2 separate regions of the Mus musculus genome follow, and region 1 is linked to region 2. Evidence: chromatin contacts called from public HiChIP or PLAC-seq data. All regions are on one chromosome and are shown on one strand. The core of a region is the stretch at or near the end of the contact, and the rest is flanking DNA. Distances in the headings are between cores, read along the strand shown.

What was found. HiChIP or PLAC-seq counts read pairs in DNA pulled down with a chosen protein or histone mark.
Region 1: an H3K4me3 HiChIP or PLAC-seq map of forebrain shows a contact between it and region 2, with 4 times the contacts expected there. The contact joins the promoter of Tpp2 here to the enhancer-like site in region 2. A contact is called at or near these places in 6 of 115 datasets of contacts at active chromatin or transcription factors (T-cell acute lymphoblastic leukemia, effector CD8 T cells, extraembryonic endoderm stem cells and 3 more).

What each region holds. Positions count from the first base shown.
Region 1 is chr1:43,932,638-43,935,662 of GRCm38.p6, reverse strand. It overlaps Tpp2 (tripeptidyl peptidase II), which reads right to left and starts at 1,669. Exons shown (of 29, transcript NM_001310540.1): 1 at 1,410-1,669. The coding sequence starts at 1,574.
Region 2 is chr1:43,142,024-43,144,961 of GRCm38.p6, reverse strand. All of the region lies in intron 2 of Fhl2 (four and a half LIM domains 2), which reads left to right. Among named protein-coding and RNA genes, the nearest start is that of Fhl2, 20 kb to the left of the region's middle. Within about 2 kb of position 1,476, at least 49 of the 459 cell types and tissues checked have an H3K27ac peak or open chromatin away from gene starts, as enhancers often do. A contact at or near this core is called in forebrain and thymic regulatory T cells, where this site is marked.

The sequences.
Region 1 (3,025 bases), core at 420-2,919, 790 kb before region 2:
ACTTTACAGAAACAAAATACTCTAACCAGAACCAAAAATTCTACAAATGTCCACTGAGTAGTACTACGCCAAAATCTTCAGGATTTTCTGAACCTCTAACGCTAAGAACTAGTGAGCCACTTACCCTAGTTGTTCTCCCACACCCTACAAAAAGTAAACACACACTCCTGTGTATTGGGAAGCACTTCCACTGTGTAATAAATTCACAACGTGTCATTGCTGTTACCAAGTTTTAAACCTTAGCAATTACTATTAATAAAATAACTGTAGTCACTTGAACTTCTAATCAGAGACTCTGACACTGTGTGCTTCAGGGCTCAGGTGTGCACCAGAAAGGGGAAGAAGTAACAAACACTTGGAAGCAGGATTCCCTGAGAGTCCCAGAGTGTCCACACAGGCTTCTTTCCTATCCTTTCCAATAACCTCTAACATGTACGTCAATTACCTTCCCATCCATTTATGTCAATTATTAGGCAGCACAATGAGAAAACTAAAGATTGGAGGAAACAAATCAAGGGCTAGGAGGAGAGGAATTAGTATCCCTCTTTTGTGAGGAACAAGGATAAGATGGTATCAATGTGATCTAATCTATCTATTTGATAAACTGACCACGGACCGAAAAGAGGGTAAATAAACTCTAGTTTTAGTCAGATAAGCTCTTCAACAAAGGTTAGAGAGTACTTATGAGGGGGTTTTAGTAAGAGGCTATTTAAACACAGAATACATTTTATTCAGGCATTTTTTTTTAACATCAGTAAGGTCCCTGCTCTTAAAGACTTCTAACTTGAATAAAGGAAATGAAGTCATTTTTAGGAAGTCGTAATCAAAGTATGTTCTCTCGTTTAAAATGCACATTTTATAAGGCCTGAAAAGTTCGCCCGAAACAAATTAGTCGGGCCCTTTGAAAAAAAAAAAAAAAAAAAGACTAACCCAAAAGATTTCAAGGACCCTGAACAAACACCAGCAAATAACTTAAAAATAGAACAAAAGTATCAGAAGAAACCATTCCGGAAGCGGACTGGGTCGAATTCTGGGAACTCACTTTGCTGGCCTTGCCAAAACGAGTATCTCTTAAACATCACTAAGGATCTCTTCAAGGCTGTTACCCCTATCGTTGGTGCCCCCCACGCTCCCGCGCCCTCCCAGACCTATAAAACTGTAAAATTTTCCCATGCCGAGGTCGGGTGCGGACCCTGAAGAGGTGTGGGGCCTGGAACGCCCAGGCTGACCAGCAAAGCTTCCCCGCGGCCCCCGATCCCGAACAGCCACGCTGACCACACCGCTTTTGTGTGGACAGGGAACAGGGCCTGGAGGTCTCCCAGAGCTGTCCGGGCCGCCCCGGCCCGTCCGGTCCCCGCCTTGTTCCAGGCTCGGCCCTCTGGGCTACGGGCCCTTGGGCGCCGCCTCACCTGCATGCCCGGGGCCCCGGGATCGACCCCTGTGTCCAGGACGGCGATGAGCACCCCGCGCCCGTCATACTCCGGGTAGCGGCACAGGAAGGAGGAGGCCCCGGTCTCCTTCTTTGGTAGAAGACCGTGGAAAGGAAAGGGCTCCTCGGTCGCGGCGGTGGCCATGGACGCAAGCTGGAGGACAGACGAGGAAGAGGCAAACTGCCAGGCAGCGCGCGGACGAGCGGCGCGAGGACACCCGGCTACCGCGGGACGGAGGTGGGGAAGGGGCGGAGCCTGGCCACCAGTACCCAATCGTGTGCGGTCAGAGGTGTCTAGCCAATCATACGCTTCAACGTAAGCTAACGGCGCCGCTACGAGTCACGACGAGGGAATGTTACCCAGGCTGCAGAGCTGGAACGGAGTGTGCGCTGCTGCGGATGACAACGCACTGGAGGGAGGTTCTTGCCTTCCGAGCTGTCACTCTCCGTGAGAAGCAGCGAGAGGAACGGGCTGTCTGCCTGAGGCGTGGGATCCTCGCGACGCCGCCGAGGTTGGCTTAACCCGCTGCGGACCGGAAGCCTGTAAAGTCGAGCGCGGAAGTCTCAGATTTAGCGGCCCGGCCTTTCTGGCAGGGTGAGGTGCTGTTTAGTCAACAGGAAGTGGGTTGTCGGCTGTTTTGTCGCCAGAGTCCCCAAAGCAAAACACGTGACAGAAATGAGCTCCCTCCTGTCTTCGTGGCTTACTTACCCTTGGCATCCGGAATTTCAGAAAAATACCTGCCTTTTCTCCAGTGAAGTTCCTCTTTGTAACACAGTTACCGAGCCATAGTTTGCGGGGTTTTTTTCCCATTAGGATGCACAGTGACAGCAATCGTAAATGGCATTTGAAATTTAAACTACACAGATTATCCAGTAACAAAGGTTGCCAACATTCATAATTAAGAATATTGTGGGGGTGAATTAATATTTTCCTATTTGTGACAAATCTACTCTGTACCAGTGAGAGATTCTGCACGTTTTTTCAGTGTGTAGCCTGCCTGGAGGCCTCTGAAATACTGAGCACCGAACCACAGCCATAAGTGTGGTAATTCTTCTCTTTAGTGGCAGCGACTGCTGTGTCTACTCCAAAAGTCCCAGCAGCAAGAAGGCGCCCAGAGTAATCTTAATTATCCCATTGACAAACTCAAGACACCTTACCACAGAGATGTCTTTAAATGCATAAGATGAAATATATAGGATTATACAGGAAGTAGACGGTTGAAAGAATTATAACAACTTAATTTTTGTTGTATTGCAATAGTTTCATATATGTAAGTAATTACATGTGTGCTCTTTTTAAAATTAAATAACAGAGCCATCGTCAAGTCTAATAACTAATGTTATTTTTAAATTGGAAAACAATTGTAAATGGCATTTGAATATATCTAAACTACACACTTTAATAACAAAGGTTGCCTGTGTTCATAATTAAGAACATGTGGAGGATGAAAATAATTTTTTCCTATTCAATCATGGGCCCTGTGCATTTCTATGGTCTCCAGTTTAAGAGGCAGGTTCCTAGAATCCCGTGTATGCCATTTGTTTCAAACCACAGCATTTCCATTGACTCCTCATACTTTGCTCTATGAGCAAATA
Region 2 (2,938 bases), core at 227-2,726:
AAGAAAAAAAAAATTCTGATTTTTTATTACCATCTCCGTGTGGAAATTTAGTGCCGGTGAGTGACACTTTGAGGTCACTGCTTTCGTGGTTGACTGTGAGCTGGCACTCACTAGACGGTTTCTACGTAGCAGAAGCTGCCACAAGCGCTTTGTGTGTTTACTGTTTCTGTCACAGCCGAGAGCGGGCACCTGCCCTCTGTATTCTCAGTGAGAAGCCTGGGGTTGAGGGGCTTGCTTCTTGCCCTAGCTATGCAGCTGGTAGGTGGAGGATCAAGGGTATAATTGGTCTGGCTCTTGGGCCCCTGAGCTTAATTGTTGAGTCTCCTGCTTCTGTGACCTCAGGGGTACCCAGCCCCCAATAGCATTAGTCATGTAAGGCATATGACACACAGGAGACCTTCCTACTGCCTGCACATCACACATACTCCGATGTTGAGCCAGAAAGTCCATCACCAACTCTAGCTGGAACAGGGGAATCCCCTGAAACAGGGATTCCCCCCACCCCACCCTTTACACCCCACCTCCAGGACCTGCCAGCAATGGTGGTACAACGCTGTTTAGTGGTATTTTCCTTTTTGGTCTACCACTGACTTCAGGCATATAATCAGAGGCTGACATTTACCTACAGAGAAAACATTTTGTGAGGGTCCATGATTTGCTGAAGTATGATACCCCAGACTCAAATAGTATGTAAATGCAAAGAATGCTTTATTCTGCAGAAGTCCAGCATGCTGGGGTCTCTCATTACCAAGATAGGGAAACAAACAAGTGTGTTCAAAGACCCGATTAGGGCATTCTGGGGAAGGTGACCCTTATCTTACTCCATCTCTAGGGACATTGCATTACCAGGGCATGGGGGCTGGAAACTCTTGCTGAGGACATTGCTGAGGAAGTCTGGAAACTGTTGTTAACCCATCGTCCTTGCCTTAGACTAGGTGTTGGGGCAGCTTCTGAGGCCTGGACTTGCCTGGACTTGCCCATTTCTTGGAAACAAATATGTATGACTAGTCTCCTTTACTGCTAGTTTGAAGCCTGTCATAGAATCAGCCTAGTGTTCTCAATTTCTGTCAGAAAGGTTTAAGAATGATCAATATGTACTATGTTATCTATGTTGAGTGTGTGCATGCACAAGAGAGACAGGTGAGTTCGGAAGGCCTCAGGAAACGTGCACTGAGAGCCACGTTCACGAGAGGACAGCAGGGATGGCTCTGTCTGACTCTTCATAGACTTTCTGTGATCTCTGCATGCCTGACTTGGCTCTCTGAGTGGGATGGGCCATGTCCATCTAGAGGACATGACAGTGTTCATATTTAAGGTCAAACTTTCAAGTGTCAAATGACTGTCAGCTAGGCAGTCTTTAACCACAGCTGTGTTTTTGTTGTAGAAATGTTCTGAGTTTCCGTAAAACCTTAGACCAATTAGAGCATTCAGCTGGTTTCTCTGCAAATGTCTCATAACACCAATGCAAAGGACTCTGTCCTTCTCGATAGTCTGTGTGGGACTGGTGACATCTGGTGGCACACTCTCTGCCTCCAGCCTACAGTTCTGAGATGTGAGAGCTGAGCTCTTCTCATCGCCATGCATTTGCTCTACCATCATGGCTTCTAATCCCCCAAAACTTTAAGCCCAATTAAATACTTTATGTTATCTTGATTGTGGTGTTCTGTCACAGCGAAAAGTAACAAAATTGTGCAGCTTTTCTCCTTGCTAGCTAAAAGTGACCCCTTGGTGTGTGCAGTGCCCACTCCCTGAGCAGAGTTGCTGCCAGGTGACAGTAGGCCACCTTACAAGAAAGGCTTCTGACTTCTCTCTTTCACTTCTGTCCAATGGTGGGTGGCCGTGGAAAGCAATCTGTAGCCTTTCCACCGAAAACCCTCATTAGTGGGATGACGTATTACAGCGGAAGGCCAGCTAACTTCTGAAAAAGCTGGCCCTTTTCAACGCCCATCTGGTATGGTTCAGTGAGTGGAAACCATACCACAGCCTGACTTGGGTACATGCCAGCTGTGTGACTGTGGAGAAGCTTAGAAGTGTCTCTGAGCTTCAGTACTAACTATATTTCAGGGCTATGCAGTATCGTGAGCTTACAACATGGTCCTAATTACCATCATTCACCGTGCAAATATCTGCCGTTTATTTTCTGTTTGTTTTATTTTGTCTGCTACTTGGGCCCCATAAGGGGTTTAAGTTTAAAAATGGGGAATATGTATGGAAAGAGTCCAGGTTATACCTAATCCCAAATGATACCAATATATGTATATGACATATCATATAATGATAATGTACACATTGCATGAGCTTAGCAGTTTGTAGTGACTTAACACACCGACAGGTGGTCTCAAATTAAAGCAGATTATATTGCATTTCACTTATCAAAATATACAACGAAGTACATATGATCTCCCCACCAAATTTTTTTTTCTTCTAAAATTACTTTCAGTATTTAACCTTCAAAAGACAGGTTTAGGTTTCTGCTCTCTCACTGCCTACTCTCATCATACTTAGACTTACGGGAGTCCAGCATGTGTGTCAGCCATGTCTCTGATCCATCTCTTCAAAGGACCAACCCACTGACATGGAGAGAACTGGGTTCAGAGGAACGTGAACCTCTCAGAAACAAGGCCTCCTAGTTCAGTGTCTAAGTTAGGGTTTCTCATGCTGTGAGAAAACAGCAAGACCAAAAGAGACATCCAAAGGAGAGGCTTGTTTCAGCTTACAACTCTCAGCCCACACTCCATCACTAAAGGAGGTCAGAGCAGGAACAGGGAGGCAGTAACAGATACAGAGGCAGAGGAGAAGAGCTGATTGCTGGCTTGTCACTTCCGCGTGGCTTGCTTAGCCTGCTTTTTAAATAGCACACAGGACCACCAGCCCATAGTAAGTTGGTCTCTCCCATATCAATCACCAATCAAGAAAATACAGCACAGGCTTGTCCACA